Linked DNA regions of Mus musculus: regions 1 and 3 are each linked to region 2. Evidence: chromatin contacts called from public HiChIP or PLAC-seq data. All regions are on one chromosome and are shown on one strand. Each heading gives the region's core, a stretch centred on a gene start, on an enhancer-like site or on the middle of the called end of the contact. The rest is flanking DNA. Distances are from core to core; before and after follow the strand shown.

The links. HiChIP or PLAC-seq counts read pairs in DNA pulled down with a chosen protein or histone mark.
Region 1: a contact with region 2 is called in an H3K27ac HiChIP or PLAC-seq map of regulatory T cell precursor, with 7 times the contacts expected there. The contact joins the promoter of 1700066B17Rik here to the promoter of Rnf149 in region 2. A contact is called at or near these places in 1 of 39 promoter capture datasets (hippocampal neurons), 1 of 484 Hi-C or Micro-C datasets (Th1 cells), 6 of 115 datasets of contacts at active chromatin or transcription factors (bone marrow-derived dendritic cells, bone marrow-derived macrophages, effector CD8 T cells and 3 more) and 1 of 9 other capture datasets (adipose tissue).
Region 3: a contact with region 2 is called in an H3K4me3 HiChIP or PLAC-seq map of bone marrow-derived macrophages, with 2.2 times the contacts expected there. The contact joins the enhancer-like site here to the promoter of Rnf149 in region 2. A contact is called at or near these places in 2 of 39 promoter capture datasets (embryonic stem cells and neural stem cells), 1 of 15 datasets of contacts at CTCF or cohesin (pro-B cells), 9 of 484 Hi-C or Micro-C datasets (B cells, CD4 T cells, bone marrow-derived macrophages and 5 more), 12 of 115 datasets of contacts at active chromatin or transcription factors (the SCID.adh cell line, astrocytes, bone marrow-derived macrophages and 8 more) and 2 of 9 other capture datasets (adipose tissue and macrophages).

What each region holds. Positions count from the first base shown.
Region 1 is chr1:39,845,417-39,849,840 of GRCm38.p6, reverse strand. 1700066B17Rik (RIKEN cDNA 1700066B17 gene) reads left to right here and starts at 2,511. Exons shown (of 5, transcript NR_040465.1): 1 at 2,511-2,532; 2 at 3,995-4,176.
Region 2 is chr1:39,574,317-39,578,666 of GRCm38.p6, reverse strand. It overlaps Rnf149 (ring finger protein 149), which reads left to right and starts at 1,320. Exons shown (of 7, transcript NM_001033135.3): 1 at 1,320-1,840. The coding sequence starts at 1,393.
Region 3 is chr1:39,984,274-39,988,541 of GRCm38.p6, reverse strand. It overlaps Map4k4 (mitogen-activated protein kinase kinase kinase kinase 4), which reads right to left. Exons shown (of 32, transcript NM_001252200.1): 9 at 3,282-3,360; 10 at 1,742-1,917. Among named protein-coding and RNA genes, the nearest start is that of Map4k4, 85 kb to the right of the region's middle. Within about 2 kb of position 1,506, at least 16 of the 459 cell types and tissues checked have an H3K27ac peak or open chromatin away from gene starts, as enhancers often do. A contact at or near this core is called in bone marrow-derived macrophages and effector CD8 T cells, where this site is marked.

The sequences.
Region 1 (4,424 bases), core at 1,262-3,761, 270 kb before region 2:
AAATGAGAGAGATACCTGTGTCAATCTCTGTTCTCCACATACATGTTAACCCATGTGCACACGTGCCCAAGCACATGCATGTGAGCACACACACACCAAGATATAAGGCAATATGATCATTCTCTACAGTGTCCTCAACTAACCTACAGTTTCAGACTGGCCTGTCACATGAATAATACCAGCAGAAAGCAGGTGGCAAAGTACCTTACACAGGGCACGAAGGACAAAGACTTGTTTTCTTTGCATAGGTCTTGGCTTTGGATTCTGATCCATTCCGAGTCAACACTTGTGGCCTTGTACAACCCGCCCTCAGCCTCTTTCAGCCCTTAGGGGGACAAGGACAGGAAAAATACATAAGCCCCAAGCTGGGCATTTAGCATGCTATCAACATGGCTCAAGGAGACCCTGAGGATGGGGCTTCCCAGAGTGGTGTACTCAAAGCAGGTGAAAGGCTAGGAAACACTTCTCAGAAGAGGCAGGCACCGTCTTTAGGGGTTCTGATAGTACACATGGGGAAGCAATATTTCAAAAGAATACTAGAGTGGATGCCCACAAATGAGCTGTATGAGGATAGTCAGGGCAAAGCAAATGGGCACTACAGTCACTCTACACCGTGTCCTGTGCAGGAGCAGAAGTCGGTCAAGAAATCGGCAAACACTGGCCCAAGAAGCTGGGCTTAGATGGTGAGACGTGTGCAGATCCTTAAGGCTTAGAGCAGAGGTGTCAAGGTATCATGCCTTGGGTGGGAGAAACCTAAGATGTTAAGGGGTACATAATACAAGAAAAGGTGGGTGTAGGGGTGTGTACAGGGGCCGTGGTAGCTCTTGAGTGCTCTGTTGAAGGGCTCCTCGGTGAATTTTGTCCTCTGACATCATTATCTAAAGTTCTAAAGACATTTTTACTAATGAAATAGGTTTTCACAAATACTGTATTAAACAGCAATTATGCAGTCAGTCTTTGAAAGGGACAAATGGAATGTCTGGTCACAGTGTCAGGCAGAGGAAAGAGGGGACTGGAAAGGTTGTAGGGGTCTTAGGTGAAGACAAGGGAGCCCGAGTAGGCACTGCTCCGTAGCCTGTGGGAACTGCCAGCACTCACTGGGACTGGGAGCACAGTGGAATCAGGCTCAGAGCGCAGGTGAGGACTGGGAGCTGCATTTTATTTCGAAATCACAACATCTCATTAGTCCTTTTCCCCGACACCTTTGATGTTTTCATGAGATATATTACTTTTTGCAATTAAAAAAAAAACCATTTTGCTTGATAACTATACACCCAGCTTTTAGATGGGTATAAGAAAGCAATATTTAAAAGGACCAAGGATTTGAATGAGATTGACCATGGCTAGGGATGACATTATGCCTTTTTCTTCCACCTCCAAAATCCATGTGTTGCGGCGATGCCCATCTCCCGTGTCCCAGAATGGAGTTCATTTAGAGAAAATGAGTTTACAGAGATGATTAAGACAAAGTCATTAGGGAGAACTAATCTAATATGATTAGTGTCCTTATAAGAGAAGGAAATTAGATACATATATAAACGGAGGTAGAATACAAGGCCACAGGAGAAGGCCCACCATCTATAAATCAATAAGACAGCCTACAGAAGAAACCAGCTGCTATAGTTCAGAGATGACTTGAGTGTCCTCCTCAAAGGGTCATGTGTGGGAAATTTGGTTCCCAGTGTGGCAGTGTAAGGTGGTTGAACCTTTAAGAGGTGGGGCCTATCGGGAGGTGGTTAAGTTTTTGTGGATGCTGCACTAGGCAGGGATTGATAGAGTTGTGACACTCTGGTCAGGTCCTTGGAGATCAAGCTATAGAGCCTGAATTTCTCTGATTTCGGATCTTGCTATCCGATTTCAGCACATGTTCCTGCAGGGAGGCCCTCACCAGAGCTGAGTGACAATCAGGGCTGTGCTCTTGGACTTGAAGATGTATGAGTTAAATAAAACCTCTTTCTTTACAAAGAACCCAACACCAGGCAGTTTTGTGGTTTTTTTTTTTTTTTTTTTGTAGCAGTGGAAAATAGACTGATATACCAACACTGATGCCATCTTGGACGTCTAGCTTTCAGAGTGGGCAGAAAGCCAATTGTTTTACAATTGTCTTCAGCACCCTGTGATAGTGTGCTATAAACTAGCACCGCCATCTTGCTTTAGAGCTGCAACCTTCCTAATGCTGTGATACTTTCATGCAGTTCCTCATGTTGGGGAGACCCCCCCCCCCAACCATAACATTATTTTTGTTGCTACTTCATAACTGTAAACCTGCTACTGTTACCAATCATAATGTAAATATTTGATATGCAGGATATCTGATATGCTATCCCTATGTAAGGGCTGTTTGGCTCCAGAGGGGCCACTCAGCCAACAGGTTGAGATCTACTGCTTTAGAGGCATAGGAAGATAGAAAAAGCTTTTGGAGATAGGTATGGTGAGGGTGGGGGAGGGGAAAACAGGAAGTGAAGTCACAATATCAAAGGGCATCTCCAACCTGAGGAGCGGTGGTCTGTAGACATCATTACACAGAGGCCGGTGAGAGCATCAGCTCCCAGAAAGCTTCCTGGACTTAAAATCAGGAAGTCGCTGTGACCTTTGAGATGACGCCACTGTTCCAGCAGGGGAAGTCCAGGCACACTGGCTTAGGGAGGGACGCAATGCCACAGTCACGTCTTGATGGCAAGACGTTTCATGTGAAGGCTAGGGACAGATAGGACAGTAGTTACAGGGGCAGAACTGAGAGAGAGCTTTTAAAAAGTGGTTTTACTATTATATCTTAATTGCACATAATAATTGTTTTCATTGTGCATTTTGATCACTTTTATCCCCTCAACATCTTGTCCCTCCCACCCTCCATTAATCCCGTTCCCCTTCTCAACTAGTCCACCTTCTAACCTCATCCCCCCTTCCTTTATTTCATGACCCAGTAAGTTTCATTATTGTTATTTACAGGAGCGCCGGGTTGTTGTTTGTGGGAGCATGGGTGCCTTACACCAATGAAGAAAATATCTTTCCTTTCCCTGTCGACTGTCAGAGAGAGAACGTTTTTAAAGAGTCGGGGAAAGTCCAGGGGAAGCCAAAGACTAGGAGGAAGGGAGGAAGGGGGAGGAGAAAGAGGAGAAAGGGAGGGGGAGGAGAAGAAGGAATGGGGGGAAAGAGGAGGAGGGACCAGAAAAGACCCTGGTGTCTAATCTACCTTTGTTGAAAAAGTCACAGGACGAAGGCAGGTCTGAGGATAGGGCTGGGGGTGGGGTGGGGGTAGGAGAAGGAAGAGGTGCTGTGTGGCATCCCCATTCTGAACAGAGTCTCCCAGCCCTGGACTGCTCCTTTCCTTTAGCCTCCCCTGGCTTGCTCTGATCTCTACTGTTACTGAGTTTAGGAGGTTCTAGGTCTATGCCTGGCTCCCAATGTTTGAGCACCAGCATGTATTACTCAAGGGCTTCCCTAGCTGCTGAACAGGGGCCAGACCATGTTGAAGTCAGCACCGAGGCAAACACACAAACCTTTGAGGTCAGGGATCTGGGCATCCAGAGGAGACCCAGAGCATATTCTTGTTCACCTCGCTCTCCAGCAAAATGCTCCAGTGGTTTTTCCTGGTTGGGCCTCTCTGGGTTCAGTCCCCAGGCAGACCCTTTGTTTTCTTAGGCATTGGTTGCAGAATTACTGGCAGGCTGGACTCTAGGACATTGCCTCCCCCGCTTAGTGGTTTTGAAACTTTCAAAGAGATAGTTCAGTCCATCTTTCAAATAACATTCCAGAAATCCCTAAAATATCAAATGGCTAACGGTTTGTGTTACACATATATATTCCCACTATAGCCTCAGCTTATATTCACACACCATAGAGCCCAGTAATGTGAACCGAGAGCAGCTTTACAGATGGAAAAATGTAGAAGGGTTATGGGAACCTGGCACCGTCTGAAGCCAGCCTTGGGGTTCAGATTATTTTTAGAGTTTATTTTGGTCACACTGTAATGAGAAATTCCTCCTTCACACAGATAAAGGATTATATAAACCATAACAATTAAAAAAAATAGTCAGCCTTGCAACCTTGAAATATTTCTGTAAGTCATCAGAGAATGGCAGGGACCTGATATCTCCCAACGTCTTTACAACGAACTTGTTTTGTAACATACCTATTGGTCTGCAGTGAGGATACGTTGAGAGCCATTATGCTACGGTATGAAAACAATTTAATATATCTTAAAGATGAAATTTGAATAAAATGTTTGTAAAAACCTAAGTGATGTTTCTCAAGGCATCAAGAGCCACCTTGAGAGAGCTGGTTGTGCTGGCACACACCTTTATGCTCAGAACTCAGGAGGCAGATGCAGCCAAGTATCTTTGAAGTCAAGGACAACCTGGCCTATATAATAGTGAGTTCAAGTCCCGCCAGGGCTACAAAAGTGAAACCTTGTCTCACAAACA
Region 2 (4,350 bases), core at 71-2,570:
TCACACTGAGTAAAGAGGGGGAAACAACATGAGCAAGCCTCACAGGGAACATGGTTCAGAAATGCGGCAGCACAACGGCATAGTGAGTGAGTTTTGAAATCATGAGTTCAGTTGCTCCATCAGAATCGAAGCAGGCCTCTGCTGAAAGTCCAGTGTAATTAAAGACTTGGTGTTCCTTTATAGAACTGGTTCTCAGGAGAAACTGGTTTGACCAATACAACAGAGATCTGTGAGGTGACCTGAGGCCCCTCAGATAAAAAGGATAATATAAGTCAGGCTTAGGGATGAGTTGAAGGTCTGTCACAGTATATGCCTGTGTGTGTATGTCTTCAGAATAGTGCCTAACAATGTATAGCTATGCATTAAGTCCATCACTTAAGTGTCCACTTCTTAGGTTTAAATACATTTTGATATTCAGTAGCTCATATATGAAGAGGTATTTTAAATGTCTTTTGATATTTGGTAACTCGGGTGTGATGTCTCCTCAGCGTTATGGAGAGATCTCCTGTGTTTATTCGGGTCTAGTCAGACTTCACATTCTTCAAAGGAAATACCTTTCAGGTTCGCTGGGGTTGATCTACCAGAGCATCTCAAATCTCAGCTCTACTCAAGATTTTACCGGAGCAGAGTTACCATACTTGCATTTAACTATGTTTAGTGTGTTCAGGATCTTTTAATGGTACACTGAAAGTATCCACCCACTGTGTTGTCGAAGGACTATCTATCAGCCACCATTTACCTCCAAACAAATCCTTTCCCCTTTTTCCCCCCTTTTGATTAATGTAGCACCTTCGTCTTCGTCCAAACAGAGGCACACATAAACTAAGGAGAAGGAAGAAAGGGCTCGAAGGCAACCATTGAGAAAAGAGCAACAAAGAATTTAATATATTACAGAGTTTGTAACAAAAGGCATCTGGACAACTTGACTTAGTGGTTTTTGTTGTTGTTTGCTTGTTTGTTTAAGTGGTTTAGGCAGCCAGGCTTTTGCCGCGTGCCTTGCACAGTCAACTCCACCCTCTGAGAAACTTTACACAACCGCAGTCCCACGCTGGCCGACCCGGAGCGCACAAACTTCCCCAGACTTGGGGACTCTGGCAGCAGGGTTGCACAACTCTCTGCAGCATCTGCAAGCTTCAGCTCGGCCGCCCACAGCCCTGCGGCACAGACCCTGGCGCCTGCGCACTCCTCACGCCCGCGGGCAGGGCCCCACCCCTTCCGTCGCCACGCCCCGGTCACGCCCCTCCAGGTGCGCGTGCGCCGCGGGTCCGCCCCCGCCGCGCTCGGCGGTCTCTCGCGAGCCGCCGCCGTCTCCTCAAAGCTGTGGGCCAGCCTGGAGTGAGTCGCCTCGTTCTGACTCGCGCTCTTCTTCCTCAGTAGCCCGGCCGGGCGGCCATGGCGGCGCGGCGGCGGCCCGCGGCCGGCGTGGGAGCCCGGGACGCACTCGCGGTGCTGGCGCTGGCCTTGTGTACTCCCGGGGTGGGCGGCGGGGCGCTCGAGTGGTACTCGGCCATGGTGAGCATCGAATACGTGGACCCGCAGTCGAACCTGACGGTGTGGAGCGTGTCGGAGAGCGGCCGCTTCGGAGAAAGCTCGCTCCGGGAGGAGAGGCAGGGCCTGGTGGGCGTCCCGCGCGCGCCCGCGCCCGCGGAGGGCTGCGCGCCCGACACGCGCTTCGTGGCGCCCGGCGCCCTCGGCAACGCGCCCTGGGTGGCGCTGGTGGCGCGAGGCGGCTGCACCTTCAAGGACAAGGTGCTGGCGGCGGCGCGGAGGAACGCCTCGGCCGTGGTGGTCTACAACCTGGAGAGCAACGGGAACGCCACCGAGCCCATGTCTCACGCGGGTGAGCAGGCCGGGCGCTGGGCCGCTGGCCGCGGCCGGGGCGAGCCTGGTGGTTCCCCGGGTGGTGTGGAGAGGGAAGTGCGTGCACACGCTGCAGGATCGGAGCTTCACCTCGGGAGGGTGAGAAAGCTGGGAAGGGCCCTCGGCCGGGGAGTAGCAAACACACCGGTGGCAGGTCCTACGGAGTTCAGTAACTCTACAGATTCCCGAACCCGGGTCGCTTCCTAAGGTCGGCTCACGGACTCCCAAAGTTGGTTGAGTGGAGAGTGTGTAGGAGTGGACGGCTGGCGCCGCCAGGCTCGCATTGTCTCTTCACCAACCTAAAGTGGCTACTCGATGTGGTTTCTTCCTCTCGATGAGGCGAATATGAGTGTTTTCAAAACCCTGGATCAAAAAACCTGGGTTTTCTTGCTGTAGTTTCTCTCTCGACGCATGTAGGGTGATCGCACTAGCTCCTGGTTTGGACAGTTTGAATTCAGATGAATTTTTTTTTTTAAACTGTTTTCATTGAAGGAAAGAAAGGCCTTGCTACCTCTGTCAGGAGGCCACCTCTAAACACGCTGTTCCAGGGGACAGACAAGGATGAGTTTGCAAAATGTCATCCTTGGGACAGAGTTCTCTCCGGGGACCCAGAATTTGATTGTGTTTCTCTTGTGCCTTCTAAGATCACATTAGCTTTAGGCATCACACGGTTGACTCATTCTGAATTTCCTGTGATTAGGGTTTTTAAGTTTCTGCTACTAGCTAAGACATCTTTCTTCCTGTACTGCATTTTTGTTCTCGTTCTGTTTTGGTGTGCATGCGACACAGAGCTTATAAAGACAGAAAAGTGACCTTGGGTTTAACCATTTTTTTTAACGCGGTTGGGAATGATGGCCATTTGATGACAAGGAAGTGAGCTACGAGTACAGATCAACTCTTTTTTTCTTGGTTGACTCCAGATTAGGAGAGAAATGGGTATAAATTGCAGAAGCATAGCAGGGTGAAGTAAGAGAAGGTAAGGAACACTTGAAATGGTGTGAAAGTAATCTGCTAGAATGGAGAAATGTCCAGAGAAGTCGGGTCTTTAAGAACTCAAGAGTTTGTTGGCTGTGGACCACGGTGGTGGGTGAGAATAGACCGATGTCCCTGCGGTGGTGTTGACTCAGGCAGTTAGTCCGCTGATTGCAAATCAGCCTAATTGTCACTGTCCACACACCATCTTTCCACAAGGCTCCTGAGAGATCCTAGCATCCCAGATATATGTTCCCAAGTTAAGTTCTGTCAGCGAAGATAGGCCGGTGTGACTCCTCGATGTTGGGTGTGTACATGTGTGGATGCACGCACATCTAATGTAGACCGTTTTCTTTTCAGTGACAAGCTCATTACCCTACAATTTTCTAACTCTACCCTTCTGCATTTTTTGATAATGACATTGACATCCTACCAAGCAGACACCTCTTGTTCTAAACATGGCTCAGCAATCTTTCTTGTTTATATTGTTGACATATAATTTATCTGGACCCAGGAAAACACCTCAATCATGTTGACTAGAATCTTCCTTTGGAGGGACACTTCCTTCCCCATTATTTGCCTTCTTTCTAGTTTTCTTAGGATAATAATAGTTGCCGTTTTTTGTTTTGTTTTATTTAAAGGGAGGATCATTACCTTTTGGAAAGTTCATGAAAGTACCCATGCAAGTGACTGAATCTTCCTGGAGTCCCTTTAAGTTAGATCCCTAAAGAAACATGCAAAAGCCTTTTAAAACTTGGTCCTTTATTACTTGGTGACCTACAGGATGTTTAGCTACATTCCTGCCTTCCCACATTCTAGAAGTTTTCCCCACACTTGTAACAATCAGAAATACCTTGAGATTTTGCCAGAACTACAGGGAGCAACAAAATTATCTAGCATTTTGAACCACTGGCCAAAGGAAAATTAATTTGGTAGCAGTGTGACTGATAAACAGGAAAAACTAGAAATAAAGTTAGACCCTTGATCTTCAGCTGTAGACACTGCAAAGATGGGGAAGTTAGCTCTCATAGAACTTAGTCCATTTGGGTACCAGGTATTGATAATCTGGCACTTGAGAAGAATTAAGATGGGAGAAGCCAGCTTTGACAGACCTTATTTAAATTTGATTGAATATCATTTTTTAGAGCCACTGAGGCTGTTTAGACTTAGATTGGTTTCCTCCGTTTAGTCAAAATGTAGCTGAAGCCTGGAAACCCCACTGATTGAGCTGTTCTTAGTGCTTCTGTGTAACACTGGATTTCTATGAAACAGGTAGAAGTGTGCTTCTAAAATTGAATACTGATAACTTTCCTATGTTGTAGGGAATAGTTTTCCAGTTCTTCTGAAACTCATTGCTTCTCTTACTGGAATCTAGCACTACATAGCTTTAAAATTTTAAGTCATTATTGAAATGGAGGATTTTAAAGAATCAGTACTTTAAGATCACACTCTCAGAACAGCAGTAAGGACTTACTTTCTAACTTTAATACCTTACATTCTAACTTTAGCAGACCCTTT
Region 3 (4,268 bases), core at 257-2,756, 410 kb before region 2:
AAGAAAGCACCGAGGCAGACTCGGGGAGAGGGGTCACACAAAAGTAGTCACCACATCCAGCTCTCTGAAAAGATCAATAAGATTGACTAACTCCAAGTTATACTAGTATCATAAAGATAAAAATCAAATTGTTACCATAGAGCCAATGAAACCCAAAAGATCCTTAGAAAATGCTCTGAAAACTTATATTCCAAAGGTTGGCAAGTGAAAAAAAATGAACAAGATTCTAAATGTCTGCAGTTTACCACAATGAAATCTGTAAGATATGAGCACTGAGACTGGGATGGGGTTAAGAAGTGTAAGGCGGGACAGATGCAGGGCAGGTTGTGCCAAATTGTTGAGGATGACCGGACACCAACACTCTCACCACTCCACGAAGAAGAAGGGGAAGACGCTACCAGACTCATCCTATGAAGCCAAGATGACCTACCAGCAAACCCAATAAAGACGGAATAAAAGAACATCAAAGGCCAATTTCTCTAAGGAACATTGGGTTTCTTATATTCTCAACAAAATACTTGAAAGCCATATTCAAGATCATATAAAGACACAACCAAAATGGCTTTATCTCGAGGATGCAGAACTGTGGCAGCCCACACCCCCCAATTTTAATACATGGTGTAAATAAACTCAAGGACAGAGCTCAAAAGGAGAAAACTTGAGCCGGGCGTGGTGGCACACGCCTTTAATCCCAGCACTCGGGAGGCAGAGGCAGGCAGATTTCTGAGTTTGAGGCCAGCCTGGTCTACAAAGTGAGTTCCAGGACAGCCAGGGCTATACAGAAAAACCCTGTCTCGAAAAACCAAAAAAAAAAAAAAAAAAAAAAAAAAAGAGGAGAAAACTTCTGACTCGTGGTACACACCCAGCAGAGGGGAGGATAAGACGGAAGAATCGCTGTGAATCTGCAGCTTACGTTATAGTGAGGCCCTACTTAAAAAAAAAGTCCCCAAGAAAGAAGGAGCACAAAACCTACAGATATACTTCTAACAGTAATGGCTATAGTAAAGGCAAACCTATAAACAACACTGTACTAGATGGGGAATAGTGAATATATTCTCTAAAACCTAGAACTAGACACTTATTTGATACAGTGTTTCAAGTCCCACCCAACTAAACAGTAATACGTAAAAGGTATAAAGACAAGAAAGAACTCAAAGTATTGCTAATCTCAGACACTTAAAGACCCTGCAGGATACAGAATTAACATACAAAACTCAGTAGCTTTCCTATATGACAACCACAAACTCACTGAGAAAGAAACAACTGTCCAGGAATAAATCTGAGGCAGAACCGACCATGAAGTCATTATGCCACTTGAAAATGACACTACATAGCAAAATCTTCCTGTGCTTAAAAAAGTAATCTAAAACATACATATGAAACTGAAGACTGTGTAGTCAAATCAACCTCAGGGAAACGAGGTGTGTTTCACACGGTTTACCCGGGTGTCAGTGTGCGGTATATGACATAAAACCAGGCGGAAATCACGAGAGGGGAGGCGGGCTGTTGAGGAGTGTTAGCATCCAGTGGTCTTGCTCTTGCTGTGCAAGTGTGCAGGAAAGCCCAGGGCCACGAGACAGGAAGAGGAAAGAGGGTGCTAGGGAGGAAGAGCACAGGGGAAGGAGTGCAGCTCAGCAGCAGCAGCAGTACTTAAACTGTCAGAATGAAGCCTGCTGCTTTAACACAGTCTAGGGCCCCTTAACGCTATGGTAGGAAGGCAAACTTAAAGGAGCCTTCATACCTTTCTCGCCTCTCTTCTTTCTGGTCCGGTCTATGTGATCCTTAAGCTGGATTCGAACCTGCCTTTCATTGGGCTGATCCCTTATGAAAGGGTGTTTTAAAAGTTGCTCTGTAGAGGGCCGCTGCATGTAATTCTTCACCAGACAGCCTTCTATAAAGCTGAAAAATTTCTTTGACCTGTAAGAGAAAGTGAAACATATCATCAAACTTCTATCACCAAAGTTAAGCTCAAAAATACTGGTGACGAGCCTGAAAACCATTCTGTGACCAAACCTGCAGTGCACACTAACAATGTACTGCAGCAGTCAGCAGTGTCACTGGGACCACACCTGCAGTGCACACTAACAATGTACTGCAGCAGTCAGCAGTGTCACTGTGGTCACACCTGCAGTGCACACTAACAATGTACTGCAGCAGTCAGCAGTGTCACTGTGGTCACACCTGCAGTGCATACTAACAATGTACTGCAGCAGTCAGCAGTGTCACTGGGACCACACCTGCAGTGCACACTAACAATGTACTGCAGCAGTCAGCAGTGTCACTGTCACCACACCTGCAGTGCACACTAACAATGTCCTGCAGCACTCAGCAGTGTCACTGTGGTCACACCTGCAGTGCACCACAAACAACATTATCATACAGAGCGATAAAAGCAGCCAGGTTTAAAGGAACAGAGTTTAAGTCTACTACTACTCACTAACCATTAAATCATGGAACAAGCAGAGGCACAGGAACAGAGAAAGGCCTTCACTAACGTGGGGGTCAGGGAGGTGCACAGATGACCATAAGTCTCATAACAAACAGAGATGAGCAAGGGGCCTGCCTCTGTTGGCAAACGCAGGGCATCTACGGATGGATGCTTCAGCCAGCCTTACACTGGCTTGAGCTCGATTCATCAGGTCCCAGAGTTTAGTGGACAAAGGCAGAAATGACAGGTTTTACTTTGTGTGTGCACGATGGGGGTGGGGTGGAAGACTCAGCCCTGCCACTGGTTGGTACACTTTATAAAACATCACAACTATAGCTGCAACCCACCCTAACCCCCAACAGGATCTTGCTCTATTACCCAGAATGCTTTTAACTCCTATGTTCAAATGGTCCTCCTGCTGTAGTCAGGGCCTGCAAACATGGCCGATGGCCCCAGACACCCTTCATCAATGTTAAAATGTGTTATCAAAGGACTTTAACACATCTTTGCCATTTTAGAAGAAGAATGTTCTGCAACATATTACACTTCAAAGATGTTTAACTCTTAAACGTTAAACATAGCCTTTTCTTCATATTATGGGGCTTTCGGAGTTGCTTGCTATTAGCGACTAAATGAAATCCGATGAATCAAGAACAACAGGAAGAACTCATGTGCCTTAGACTGTTGAAGGCTGCTGACTTTGTAGTACCGAAGTTAGGGTGGCCAGAATTTTATTCCTGAACAAAATGAAACTATAGAGAGGTAGGGAGAAAAGAAAAGAAAGGCATAGAAAAGGGGGGAAGGGGGAGAGGGACCGACAGAGTGGGGGAAGGGAGGGGGAGGTGGGGCTTACCATTTTTTTGACTTCAGCCTGGGAGGAGGGTTTCTGGGGATGAGAAACAGCGCTCTCATTGGATGCATGTCACAGAGAGCTGGGAAAGGAGATGGCGGTGTCAGTAAGGCTTACTCTCCTGACCACTGGGGTTCATGTACAAACAACTTCATTCACAAATAATTGCCACAAATATGCCAAGCAGCTAAGATATCTAGTTATAAACCCTAGGCCATAACTTGAATTTTACCATTTAAAAAACAATAAAATAGAAGCAGACCAAAAATACACAACTTCAAATTGACACTGCAAAGTTTTCATAAATCAAAGATAAATATAAACTCAAATTCAAAAGGAGAAAAATTTAAGTGTTTAAATCACCTTTAAAATTATAATGAAAACGGCCGTGTTTATAAGGTTGGTCTAAGGATCAGAACAGCTTGGTAAAGGCCTTCGGTGCTTCAAAAGGAAGCAATGCTTAAACGCAGCGCGCACATTCGGAGCCCCCACACACTGCTGTCTGTGACTGGAGGTGCTGACCCCTGTGCAGTTACTGTCTGTCTGCAGACGTACACACTGGCCTGGCACAGCAGATGAGGCACATGCTTACAGTATACTGGTAAGGCAGCTAGGAATGGGGACCAGACCAGCTGACACCACTATCCCAGTGAAGGGAAACTAGGACAAATGACCCAGCACTATGTCCCTGTCTCAATACCATATAAGGAAACACGAGGGACACAGTACTCGCGGTGGACACCCACTTCTGCACAGTAACTGATTCTTAACTGTCAGGACCGTTTCAGTCTTTCGGCAACTATTTCTTCACAACTCTGTACGAGGCAGCATACAGTGTCTGGACACACCTTCCTTAGCAGGCCAGGAGAAACGCCGAGAGTGTTTTCCTTATTTTTTTCTACACTTCTATCACAACTCCAATCAAAGATCAATTTTATGACTGATCGATCTACTGAATTAACCCAAGGAAAAACAAACTCAAATCTTCAC